2 separate regions of the Rattus norvegicus genome follow, and region 2 is linked to region 1. The links are chromatin contacts, called in public Hi-C maps. All regions are on one chromosome and are shown on one strand. The core of a region is the stretch at or near the end of the contact, and the rest is flanking DNA. Distances in the headings are between cores, read along the strand shown.

The links. Hi-C and Micro-C count contacts between places; a contact is called where the count stands out from the background.
Region 2: a contact with region 1 is called in a Hi-C map of the Rat2 cell line, with 2.2 times the contacts expected there. The contact joins the enhancer-like site here to the promoter of Prag1 in region 1. A contact is called at or near these places in 3 of 12 Hi-C or Micro-C datasets (the Rat2 cell line, mammary epithelial cells and psoas muscle) and 1 of 1 datasets of contacts at active chromatin or transcription factors (oligodendrocytes).

Annotation. Positions count from the first base shown.
Region 1 is chr16:62,842,497-62,849,803 of GRCr8, reverse strand. It overlaps Prag1 (PEAK1 related kinase activating pseudokinase 1), which reads left to right and starts at 5,272. Exons shown (of 6, transcript NM_001107315.1): 1 at 5,272-5,402.
Region 2 is chr16:63,063,673-63,070,040 of GRCr8, reverse strand. The region is part of intron 2 of LOC102552468 (a long non-coding RNA gene); the gene reads left to right. Among named protein-coding and RNA genes, the nearest start is that of Cldn23, 50 kb to the left of the region's middle. Within about 2 kb of position 2,075, at least 5 of the 93 cell types and tissues checked have an H3K27ac peak or open chromatin away from gene starts, as enhancers often do.

The DNA.
Region 1 (7,307 bases), core at 4,023-6,522:
CCAGTGTATCTCTGAGTTCGAGACCAGCCTGATCTACAGAGTGAGTTTCAGTCCAGCATAGGACTACACAAAGAAACCCTGTTTTGAAAAACCAGAAATTAATTTGTATTCTTTATGTAGGAGTGGGGATAAACTTTATTTTGGGATGGGATTCTAGAGATCAACTCTAGGATCCTGCATGATTAAACAAGCCCTCTACCACTCAGTGCACCCCAGCTCAACCCAGCCATTTAATGTAGTTTAGTTTTGTTTGCTTTGTGGTGAAATGGGTGCTTATTGCATTGCAAAGACTGGCCTCAAAATCCTGGGCTCACATAACTCTCCTGCCCCAGCTTCCTTAACAGCTTTGGGTCAATATATACCCTTGTCCCCACTGAATGAAATTTTTTTAAAAATATTTTTTCTTTTTCTTTTTCTTTTTTCTTTTCTCGACAAGGATATGACAAGGGATGAACCAGTAAGACTTCCTCAGATGAGGAAGAAATAGTTCTGGATTGGTGACTATAGACTCTGGGAGGAAATATGTGGAAGAATCAGGCTATAAATGCTTGCCAGATCACCCTTTCTCTAGTTTGTAAAGAATGTCACTTACAAGGGGGACAGAAAGAACCCAGGGTATTGTTATTGTTGTTGTTGTTGTTGTTGTTGTTATTGTTGTTGTTGTGGTGGTGGTGGTGGTGGTGGTGGTGGTGGTGGTGGTGGTGGTGGTGATGATGATGGTGATGATGATGATGATGATGATGATGATGATGATGATGTGCACGACATATGTGTATGTATGCACAGTGTGTACATAGTGCCATGTGAAGGTCGGAGAACAACTTTGTGGAGGTGGGTCTCTCCTTCCAATTCTCCCTGAGTTCCAGGGGTCAAACTCAGATCACCAGTCTTGTGCAAGTGTCTTACCTGCTATGCAAACTTGGTGCCAGCACTGTCCCCTCCAGGAGAGTTCGCCACAGCAACTTTGAGGAAGACCTTTTTCTTCCCTTCTCCCTTACTCTCAGTCTCTTCTATGGTGATCTCGGGACCCTGAATACCACCAGCTGGGGCCTGACATCAGGACCAGTTCTCAGAGTGTACCTGCTCATAGCTGGCTCTCTTAGTTAAGGTTTTAATGCTGTGAACGGACACCATGCCCAAGCATATTCAAACCACCACACTTGATAGCATTCTCCTGGTGTGCATGAGAGACTCCTTTTCTCCATGTGGATCCCTGTCTAGGCCAAGGTTTATAGCCCTCAAGTCTACTTGGGTTCTTCCTACTGCAATGTCATTTGTAGCTTTCTACTGATATTCATAAAATGACTGAGAGCTGAAGCTTATCCCAAACTATCCCCACCCACAAGTAACCCAGGACAACTCTTCTTCCCTGATTCTCTATTCTTCAAAGAGTTCTATTCAGACAGGACTGTAGTTGGGATTTTCAAAGTTTAGAGGAATAGTGGCTAACATTATTTTTTCATGGTTTCTTCTAGGTAACTGTGTCCCCCAACCCTCCACGTCTCTGTGCTGTTTTTTGTTCCTTATTGATGATATGGTTCCTAGTTCCCCTCTCAGGTCTTCAATGCCATCCTTTCCTCTGCCAGATGGCTACTGGGGATTACATGTGAGCTCTCTGGCTTGCCAGACGAGCTTTCTACCCCTGAGCGATATCCACTGACTTTTTTTTTCTCCCCGGAGCTGGGGACCGAACCCAGGGCCTTGCGCTTGCTAGGCAAGCGCTCTACCACTGAGCTAAATCCCCAACCCCTCCACTGACTTCTTATTGGTACTAAGGATACTACCATCCTGTCCGTACACAGAGATCAGAATTCTGCTGGGAATCTTTAATTCCTTGTCTTCCGCTACACAGTGGTTCTGTGAGGTTTAAATGAGAGACTCCACATACATAACTGTGCACTTTTTGGCTTGACACAGCCAGTGCTTCATTGTGTAAGTTAGTAAATATGGCACTCCATCCATCAATGCTGTAGTCATCTCCAAGTCCGAACCTCTCGAAAGAAGCCATCTTTGCTCTCTTCCTTGCTGTGCCCCTATCCAAGGCCACCGTCTCCCATCTGGACCTGGGGTAGAAACTCTGTCATGCTTCTTGTTTCTAATCTCTTTCCCTGCTTCCTAGTCAGTCTGGAATACAAGATCCAAGGAGTCCTGAAGAGAAAATACCTTAGATGACATCACACTCTGGCTTAGAAATCTCTGTGCTTTCTGATTGACTCACCTGAAAACCAGCTCTTTCCATCCCGTGTCACCTTACAGTTGCACTGTGTCTCCTGTCATCGTGCTCCAGCTGGACTGCCATCGAAGTCTTGGGCCACTCCCATATCCATTCCTTTGTAGATACCATACCTGCAGTCTGGAAAGTCCCCATTGTCCCTTTCTCACTGTGCAAAGGTCCCTTCCTCCATGAAAGGGCTACTGTGTCTCTTTCTCTGCCCCGCCCCAACTCACTCCATTCCCTTCTGAGAGCTTCCACTTGTCTCTTACTGTTTCCCCTATAAAACCCCATCCATAGCTTCCTAGGGAGAAGCAACTTCAATAAATATTCATGGACTGAAATTGAACACCTTTCTGACATTAAGGTGAGAGGCATTTCTGTTTTGGTCAGATGGAAAAAGACCATGAATGAGAATTCTTTAGCCCGGTCTTCATGCTTTCTGAGCCTTCTCAAATATCCCAGCTGGTGTTTTCTTAACATAACTTAATGGCACATACTTCCTGATTCTGCCTCTTGGGATCTTCAGATATAAACTACTTTACCTTACCCCAAAGTACCCCCGTCTCAATCTTGTCTCTCAATCTCCTAAAATTTAACTGCTCTCTTGTACAGAATGGTGCCCAAGCACTAAAACACCCAAGAGAATTGCTCCTATAAAAGGTCCGATCTGTATCTAAGAACTCAGGTCCTGAGTAGAAATCACCATGAAAACCAACCAGTAAGCCGCCAGATGCTGAGCACGCACAAATTGCACTGCATTGCAGGGTGCGGGGTGCAAGTCTGAGCGGAATGGCCACCACACGCGTGAGCTTACCAGGGGACACAACCCACTTCAGAGCTGCAGGAAGAGTGCTGTGCAAGCCGGTGGTACTTCGTGCCTGTCTCAGTCACTTTTGAAGATTTGTTTTTCATTAGGCAGGCTGAAGACTTCTCTGCTACCGGCAGAAAAGAAAAGAGAAGAGAAGAAAAGAGAAGGAAAGAAAAGAAAAGAAGCCACGCTATGGATCAGCAGCGGCAGTATTGTGTATTTATCTCTTATGGGTGCAGCAAACCATTTGGGAACAGTTTATGGAGCAGAAATTCCAAATTAACCCTTCCCTCGCTGTGTCATGATATAGAACCCTGGCGGTCTCGCTGTCCCGCCATGTTTGTTGTAAACTTCGATTCTTTTAATTGGATTCTTTAGGTTGTTTGTGCATTAAGGACGCATTAGGTAAAGGAAGTAAAGAGTTGAAGGTGTCTTTTATGTGCTTGGCATGGCCTTATCGTGGGAAGTGTCTATGCCCCTTGGAGAGGACTTTGCAATGAAAGAAATGGACGATGTGGAGTCGGGCAGCTCTGAATCCTGAGAGCCATGAATGAGTCAAAAACCCATGTGAGAGGGCCCAGTGTTACTGAACTGCAAGCCCCTCTTGGTCTGGACTGTTTGTCCAGTGCAGACCATTTTGTACCTGCCTACTTGTTGGCACCTTCCCCTCTGGTGTCTAAAGTAAGTGGATCCCTCGGGAGAACATAACGCTACTGGCGCCATTCCACCAGAGTTTTCCTACGAATTGGTTGATAGGATTGGTGGGTAGGGCAACATGTCGGACTCTCAGTGGAGTCAGGCAGCTCTTGGTTTCCCATCTCAAAACTACAGCTTTTCACCCGGGGAGCCCTGGCAAAGGATAGGCCCCTTCCGGACCTATTTTATGCTGTGTCGAACGTGCTAACCGCGCCCTGTGACGGTGCCTGGCATGATGTCGGTTCTTTGTAAATGTTCGTATTGCTTCCATCCATCTGCATCTTCTTTTCCTTCTATCCACACTCATATGCGTAATGAGGGGTGATGAGTAAACTCTCCTTGTGGTCTCTTTCCCCTTCTCACATAGAAGCTATCCAAAACATGTCTTCCCCTCTTGCAACTTCTATATAGCCCTGCCAGTGTTAGCACCACATGAAGAAGAGGGCGTGGGGTGGGGTGGGTGGCTGGGATGGTACCTTCCTTCTCGAAGTAGAGTCATCCTGATTAAGGGTGTAACTCCAAGTAGGAGTTACACTGCCCTGTCTCTGTAAAGCAGAGGGAAGCAACCAGACGTGTTGGGGAGGGGGGCGGGGGAGAATTCCATTTTCACTCAGGCTTAGCCCTGAGAGGTAACTTCAATGCCTGGGTTCTCGGGGGAACACCCAGGGCAAGGTGCAAGTCTGTCCTACTCAGGCAGCTGGAGGAAGGGAGGTGACTGGCTGGTTCTCCTGGGAGTTAAAAGATTTCTCGCCCGAGGAACAATATCTCGAACTCCTTGTATCTCAGCCAGTGACTCACGCACTGGAAACGGGTGTAAACACAGGTGGAGGAGCTGGGTGCCCCAGCATGATTGAAGGCCGGTCCTCCAGGCCAACACTTGCATTCCAATGTTTAACACTAAAGTTCAAAGAGATGTGCTGAACCATTTGTCAGAGGCCTGGACATGAGGAGCTGAGCAGGACCTGAAATCTCAGAATTGCCAGCCCAGCTCGTAGGATAACAGTAAGTGGTAGTGACGACGCCCACGCCCCTTTCACAGCCCACCGCCCTTGATCTTATCATTGTACTCCCGACCCCCTCTCTTCCGTGTTTCGTTCTTTTTCTCCCTCCCCACCAGGGTCTCCCAGGGTCGTCCGGGTGGAGGGATGAGAATAAATCTACTCCGGCACACCTATCTGAGCATTGTAGTTAAGGAAAGCTGGGAGCATCAGAGATCTTCCTAGCAGAACTGCACTGAGCAAGGATTGAGCTGGGGACGCTCTTGGGGGCTCAGCTCCAGGTCCAGGGGCGCCAGGGCTCGGACTGGGGGCGGAGCCTCGCGGTGGCGAGCGAGGGGGCGGGGCGCAGTGCGGAGTTCCTAGGGACCTGGGTAGGGGCGATCTCCCGCCCTCCAGGGCTGGGGACCGGCAGAGTGGCGGGACGCGCAGGCCCGGTGGAAACGCGGGGCAGCGGCGAGGACTGCGGGGGTGCGGCGGGAGTCGGGCGGGCGGCGTCACCCGAGGCGGAGGGGGCGGAGCCGCGATCGCAGCTGCCACCCGGCCGCCGGGCCCAGGCAGAAGTCAGCCGCCCGCGGCTGGGCAAGCACTGCGCGCAGACACGCTACAGACAATGCTCCGGGACGCCCGGCGGGGCAGCGGACCGCTGGGCCACCGACGGCGAAGCTGCGGAACCGCAGCTCCCCAGGTGAGCCCACCACTCTCTCTCCAGATCCCGCCGCTTTTTGTCTGGCGAACGTGGCGGCCCAGGGGCTTTCGCAGAGTCTCTGTGGTGGCGGGGCGAACCAGCCCCTACTGGCGTCCCCCGGGGTGACAGGCGACCGATCGGAGCGCGTGGAGAGTCCGGACCTCGTGCTCCGGGTTGTGCCCTCGGTGCAGGCGCCGAAACGGGAAAGCTAGGGAGCCGGAGGGGGTATTTTCAATTCATTCGAGAAATGCCCGCTTTGAAATCGGGAAACTTTTCCTTGGAGTTCCGGGAAGGGTGATAGACTGCTGTAATGGTTTTACTGGTCTTGCTGGTCTGGCTGCTCTGTTTTGTGTGTTGGGAACTGCTTTCTGCCATGAGTATTGTCAAAGGAGCAGAGGGGCAGAGGCCGTTCGGGCTGCTCCGGCCAGACTAATTGGGGGGTCCAAGGAAGCCACCTTCAGGCTGCAGCTGATCTCCAAAGGAAGGTGATATCCGTTTGATGAACCTGGTGATCATTCCATACCTGGAGCTAGTTTTCAACCTTTGCTTGTGAACCCTCTCTGCAGCCGGGCGCACACACCCACATCCACCCACAAGCACACGCGAGCACGCTTGCACTTGGAAAATAGAATCTCCACTTGTGAGTCCTGGGAATGGGACTGGAGGCGGCTGAGCTTTCTCAGTCCACAGCGCTCGCTCACTGTTTCTGTCCTCCCAGGTAAAGCTCAACCGTGGTTTTGCACAGCCGGTGTGAGGAGTTTTGCAGGGCACTTAGGCCAGACTCGGGTTGTGAAGGTTTGACTGATCACTGTTCTCGTCTCTCCTTTACAGCCCCTTCTGAGGAGATTTGACAGGAAGCCCTGGGGAAAGCAAGTTGGCTTTCCTAGGGTCCCTCAGAACTTTACTCCCCTTATTGGTTCAGACTGTGCAGGCTTCACGTCCACACTCCTCCTGCTGAGTTAGGATTGCTCAGAAAGAAGGAAATAAAAAGATACGTAAATATCCTCAGTGCCGGGGCTGGGGTGGTGTGGGGGCGTTAGGGTAGTCACTTCCTGCTTTTTGCCTGGACCACTCTGGTCAGTGGAATATAATGCATTAATCTATATGCTGTTCTTCCATCCATCCATCCATCCATTCATACTTACATACATACATACATATATACATACATACATACTATACCTTTTTGGGTTTTGCATCATGTTTTTGTAAAATATAAGAAACAATATTATTTAGATGGAAAATTTTTGGAATTCTATTGAGTAAAGCATGAGCAAATTTGGGTGCAAATATGAGGGGTATTTAGAGCCCAAATACTTAGGATCTGGCCAGTCTGATCCTTCAGATTCTTCTTGAGATGGGGTGGGAGTGTATCTGACAGCTCAGCTTTGTAAATCCTGGTGCAGAAGTTTGCAGAAGCAATGCTATTTTATCGTGACTAGGATCACAAAGAATGCTGAGCTCTTTTCCTGATCTTACACTGCAACCTCCCACTGAGAAACCGGAGAATCTGCATAATCCTGAGGGCCCACCTACCCTCTGAGGTAGGCATGTGAGCTAGGAAGGTGCCATTCCCAGGCTTCGGAGAGCTGGCACTACCCAGGGCTCTCTCTACTCCTGCTTTGAGTGTCATTTGCATGGTTCACCATCTTTTTTCCTGAAAGCAAACGGGAGACAGTTCCAGGCATAGAAGGGTTACTTCAGAGGCTGTTCTAGCTCCAAAGAGGAGATGGGGGAGACTAAGGAGCCAGTTTTAACAGGACTCAGTGAGTCAGGGCAGCCCGTGGTTTCCTTTGTTACTCTTATTCAGCCACTTCCCCTAAAAAAATATCCTTTGTGTTTCTGGGCAGTTGTGTGTTCTGTGTTGTGATCAGCCTGCAGAAAATGTCAGAGTTGTGGGAGAGA
Region 2 (6,368 bases), core at 826-3,325, 220 kb before region 1:
CTGGCGGTAGAAAGAATATATAGGGCCAGTAATTAATTTTTTATTTCAGTCCGTCTCATTCAAAGGTACAAAATAGTATGACAGTCTCAACAGGGATTCTCTGTGTAGCCCTGGCTGTCCTGGGAGGACACTCACTCTATCAACCAGCCCGGCCTCAAACTCAGGGATCTGCCTGTCTCTGCCTATCAAGCTCTGGGATTAAAGGAGTGTGTCACCACCACCCAGATCAGCATTTACCTTTTTAAAGGAGAGTTTTCCAGTAGTGAGGGGTGCCCTCTTGGCCTGTCTCCCCTCCTTGTTTGACATACTGTCTTTCATTTGTGTTAGCATTTCTTCTAGGCTCCACCCCACAGTTACCTGGCAACGGTCAGGTATGCCTGACTCACTCTATAAGGGGTTGTTTGCCCCCTCCTCACTCTCTTGCTCTCTTCCCCTCTTCCCTGTCTGTCCCTTCTCTCCCCATTCCCCTCCTCCTCTCTCCATGTGCTCATGGCTGGCCTCTACTCCTCTACTCTCTTTCTCTGTCTCTACTACCCCCTCAACTCCCCTCCCCAAACCCTAAATAAACTATTCCATATTATATCCGTCATGTGGCTGGTACCTCAGGGGCAAAGGATGCTTAGCATAGACCCGCAGAGGCACCCCCTTCCCCTGCACCATACCGAGCCTCTACCAAACACATCCCTGACTTTCCTTTTTCTTTTTATAAAACACAACAATTTGTGACTGTAGATTTTTACCTTTACTTCAAATTTTAGTTTGTCCACATCCCCTGGCCCTGAGGTAAGTTTTCTTGGAACAGTAGCTCTTAGAGAAAGCAACTGATCTTCTAAACACAACTCTCAAAGTTGAGATTTGCAAAAAGCTTTAGCTTCCAGTTCTAGAATTGGAGAGAAAGGACCAGCAAGTTGTCATTTATTCCTTCTCCCCACCCCCTTTATAAACTTAGTAGCCAAAACAGGCTACTCCAAAGAACCGCCACAGGGGACACACAAGCAGCCCACATCAGGCTACTCCTCATGGGGACATTCTGAGAAAACTAGGCTGCCATCTGACCACGTATCTTTGGAAACAGACAGTATAGGTCAAGATTCCTACAAAGTGGACAGCCCTGCTGGGGCAGTTGTGGAGGTGTGGAGAACATTGCTCTTCTCTTTAGATCGGCACCTAATTTAGAAGTCAGGATGCTCTGACACCTCTGTAGGTCTGGGAGGCTGTCTTGGCTGAAGATGCTGGAACACTGAACAAGCTTTTGCCTGAGCACACACCGAGGGAACAATTCCTGACATCATGAATGTGACCCTGCTCTCCTTGTACTGGAAAAAAAAAAAAATAAGAAAAGAAAGGGAGAAGACTTGAATCCTGGCCAGTTAATAATGCAGCCCACTGGTTTGTGTCACACTGAATCTAAGGTAGACGTCTGCTCCCAAAAATGATCTATGCCAGCAGGAAGCGCATGCCCTTCTCCCGCCATGCATTTGTCTTTTAAGGCTCAGCTACCTTGAAGTCACCTCTTTAAACCAGTGGCAACAATACCTCAAATTAGTCTCCATTCACAAATTATCTCCCATGGAAGCGGCCTCCCCGGGAAAACATTCAGCCTATTTAACTGGAGAGGAGCCGTTGCCAAGACGTTAGCTTGGAGGAGCACAGTAATTAAATGGTGATAATATTTAGGACCTTGCAGGTATAACAAAGGAACCTTTCTTTGTCTTGGGTGGGGACATCTTGCCTGTGTCTGGGAAAGGAGACAAGTATGGGGCGGGGGGGGGGGGTAGGCGGAAAGGAGCTCTTGTGGGGGTGTGAGAAAGAGGAAGAGAAGACAGGAGGAGGCAATTTCTGGGGGTGAAACTCGAGGCAAGACTGATGCCACCAGGAGGGACAGAGACTTAATGTTGATAGTCATCAGAGATGGCCCTGAGGCGTTTCATCCAGAGACATTAGAATAGGTGAGATGGAACAAAGCCTCCAGTCCTTGTTAAATGGTTCATTGTCTGTGGAGGAATGGGAGGGAGAGGCGGAGGCTTATGGAAAGAAAAGGAATGCAAAGCAGCCACAGGTCACAGAGTATTTGAGCGAGCCTTACACTGTACAGACTGGAGACAATAGGCTGGAAGAACCTTCAGTTGTAGCCCCCTTTCACGGTCTTGTCTTGCTGTGAAGAAAGGCCTGCAAAGATTGAAATCTAAGGCCTATTAACCAGACTTTCCTCCTTCGGGCCACGTGACTCTCTAAACAATCAATCATCCATCTAGAAAAGAAGGCTGTTCCCTTGTCCGCCAGCCTGCCCTCCAGCCTGCATAGCCCCATGTGTACCAAGAAAGAGGTGCCCACCATGTGGGCCTACCGGTGTGTCCAGCAGTCTCGTCTGCCGCTGTGTGCATCGGGCTCAAAAGCTAGGTTGGTACGGAGATCGAAGTTATGCATACATCCTCCAACTCTCATAAATAATGACATCTGGTGCCACTTCCTTCCGCTCAAGCCATTTCAGGTTCGGCCGAACAAGAGGGATAAGCAGAATTGTGCAGCTTCCAGCTCAGAGCCAGGATTCCAAGCATGTGGGAAGAGTCTGCGTGCTTCCGCCATTACTGCCTGAACTGGAAGAATGCCACGGAGGCCCTAGTCCCTCATCAACCTCTCCACACCCTGCTAGAATTGAACTCCGGCTAAGAGAGTTTGAACCTCGGCAGGTCTCTGTGGAGTCAAATCGAGACTCTCCGCGTGGGAGATAGGGGCATACAGAGAGCAAGAGGGAAGCAGCGAGGGAGGAGAGTACAGCATTTTCTCCTACCCAAGAAGAACACATTTGACATGGCTAGCTTGCACATCTAACACTATCTGCTTTTGAAGAGGGGGGAACCCGTGAAGGAAGGGAAGTAGGAGAGAGCCTTCCCAGGGCTCTTGTTTTTTTTTATTTTGTTTTTAATTTTGAAGTCAAGACATATTTCATTATAGAGAACTTAAGAGAGCACACAAGGATCTTACGGAGGAATTTAATCCTAATAACTTAAAATTAAAAGATAAAAAGCATCAGCCTTTTGGAGAATTTTAGCATTTACTTGTAATTAAACATCCCGCTTTCGCCTCTTCGCAGTCCTTTGGAGGGCATTTTCCAAGGGCATTGCAACATCTGCGGAATCATGTCCTTTAAAAAAAAGCGGCTGACTCACACTTTGCAGCAGGGATAATCTGTAAGCTATTTGAACATTTCCTAACCCCAGGAATATGGATTTTTCCCCACCCTATGTACAAGAAAGGCTTCAGTGCTTGCAATGGTTTGCCTATTGTGTGTGTGGGACCGCATGAGATTCTGAAAGGGTAGTCATAGGAGCAGAGCTGCTAAATTCATTCTCATTGTGCTTCTAAAACCCAGCAGGCAGAGTATCACACTGGGCAGGCTAGCACTGTGCAGTGGGTGGGTATCTTAGTGTGTGTTTGCAGTATCACACATCTATAGTTTTGTGGTGTCTCTATGTTTGTCTGTGTAGCGTGTGTGCGTGCATGCGTGTGTGTGTGTGTGTGTGTGTGTGTGTGTGTGTGTGTAGGGTGTCTCTGTGTTTGTGTATAGTATCTATGTATTTATGTTGCCTATGTATGTTTGTAGTGTTTGTGTGTCCCTGTGTAACACCTCTGTGTGTGTTGTCTGTATTTGTGTGTATGGTGTCATATGGAGAAGGCACTAGCTATGAGTCCCTTGCAATTGGATAGTGCCCCAATCAAATATATCTCATAAAAAAAAAACATTGTGTGATTGAGGAAGACATCTGAAGCCAACCTCGACTTACATATTCATGCATATATGTACACATACACATGAATGTGCACATATACATGTACACACAAGAAGAGGCAGCCTTATACACACAGAGAACTCCATATAAAGACAGGTTTCATACTCACTTGAACCAAATGACTTCTGGAGACCTCTGGGTAACAGGCCTGGTTAAGGCCCTTCTATGATGCCTTCAGAGGAAGCAGGACTCTGTCAAGACCTTGACCCCAGACTTTAGGCCTCCAGAATTGTGAGAGAATAAATTTCTGTGGTTTATGAAGTTATGTGAAAGAACAAATAAACATTAACTCTGGAAATAGGTAAATTGCCTATTCACTTTGAAGCTCATAGCCAGAGGTCTGGAAAAACCTTTGGGTTTACCTACAAGGAGCTGCTTAGAGGTGGTTGAATGGTACATGGTGCTGACTTCCACTGTAGTATTGAAATTGCCAAATTTTAAATTTTTATTTAATATTTATTTATTTACATGTCTATCAAAACTCCTTTCCTCACCTCCCAGTCTTTTAATGTCCCTTCCCCCCATACTCGCTCCTCCTCCTCAGAAAAGGGGAGGCCTCCCATGGATGTTGACCCACCTAGGCATGTCAAGTTGCAGTAGGACTAGGCACACCTTCTCCTTTTGAGGATAGACAAGGCAGCCCAGTTAGGGGAAAGGGATATAAAAGCAGTAAACAGAGTCAGAGACAGCCCCTGCTCCTGTTGTTAGGAGTCCCACATGCATGAACGTTACACTTGTGCAGAGGGCTTAGGTCTGTCCCATGCATGCTCTTGGTGGGTGGTTCAGTCTCTGTGGGCTCCATGGGCCCAGGTTAGTTGATTCTGTCAGTTTTCTTTGGTGTCCTTGACCCCTGTGACCCCCTCCATTCTTCCTCCCTCTCTTCCACAGGCCTCCTCAAGTTCCACCTAATGTTTGGCTGTGGGTCTCTGTATCTCTTTCCATTGGCTGCTGGGTAAAGCCTCTTAGATGACAGGTATGCTAGGCTCCTGTCTACAAGTTTAGGAGAGTATCATTAGGGGTGTCATGAGTGGGTGCTCTCTCACGGGAGGGCTCTCAAGCTGGGCCAGTCGTTGGTGACCATTTTCCCAATTTCTGCTTTACCTTTGCCCTTGCATATGTTGTAACCAGGACAAATTGTGAGTAGAAGGTTTTGTGGCTGAGTTGCTGTCCCAGTTACTCCATTGGAAGTCTTGCCTGGTTACGGGAGATGGTCACTTCAAGTTCCATATCCCCCAACCCTAGGAGTCTTAGCTAGGGTCACCCTCATAGGTTCCTGAGAGCGTCCCATGTTTCTAGCTCGACCCGGAGATGTCCCCAACCCCACTGATTCCAGTTCTCTCTCCCTCTGTCCTCCCCACACTCATCCTTCCCATTCCCCTCCCCACCCAGCCCCCTTCATCCATCCACCCCATGTTGAAATTACCACTATTAAAACCTACTGACAGGGAATGGTGCAGACACTAACCTACATCTTTTATTTTCATGACATGAAATGCCAACGTATGCTTTGAAAACCACTATGTTCACAAGTTCTTATGTAAATATCTAGAACATAATGCCAAAGGTAAGCTTCCAAGACTCCACAAACAATGCAGGGTACAAAAGACAGACATGCCACCGAAGCTCTTCAGCAAGCTTTACTCTGCTGAAGGGTTCAGTCTTAGGTAAAGTGGCTTAGTAGTTCTGGATCTCACCCAAGTGATGACAAGATATACTTCATGCCAAGATTCTACCAGAAGCATATATGTAAGAGGCATCACATAATGGCATTGGAAAATTGGGTCATCATGTAGGAAAATGCAGCCTCAGTGTGCCCACTGCCATCCTCACATTCAAGTGGAGAAAGGGTTGGGCGTTGGATGGCCCAGAAGAGAGGGATTTCTCACTTTGGGAGGAGAACTGTCATAGTTACTGCTCTATTGCTGTGAAGAGACACCATGGCCAAGGCAACTCTTAGAAAAGAAAGGATTTAATTGGGAGCTGACTTACAGTTTCAGAGGTTTAGTCCATTATCATCATAGCAGGGAACATGGCAGCACACATGGTGCTAGAGTAGCAGGCAGAGGGGGGGAGGGAGAGAAAGAGAGAGGGAGGGGGAGGGAGGGAGAGAGGGGGAGGGAGAGGGAGGGAGAGGGAGAGGGAGGGAGGGAGGGAGAGGGAGAGGGAGAGGAGACAACACCTCCCAATCCTTCTCAAATAATGCCACTCCTGATAACTAACCGTTCATGTACATGAACCTATGGGGTTGGGGGGAAGGGTGCTATTCTTATTCAGAGAACCAGAAAGACTGGGAAAAAGAACCAGAAATCCCACTCTTCTGGGCCATCTAACGCCCATCCCTTTCTCCACTTGAATGTGAGGATGGCAGTGGGCATCCCTCTCTTTATATTGCTCACGTCACGTGTATTTTATTATTTGAAGAGAGAATCCATGGTCTCTGTTATGGAGTTCTGTGACTAGTCCATCTTTCCTCTCTGGAGATGGTAGCCTTTTAAAGAAAGGGAATATGAAGAGCTAAGACAGAACGGTATGAGGAAAAGGACTCAGGGAACCTCAACAGAAGTGCAAATACTAATC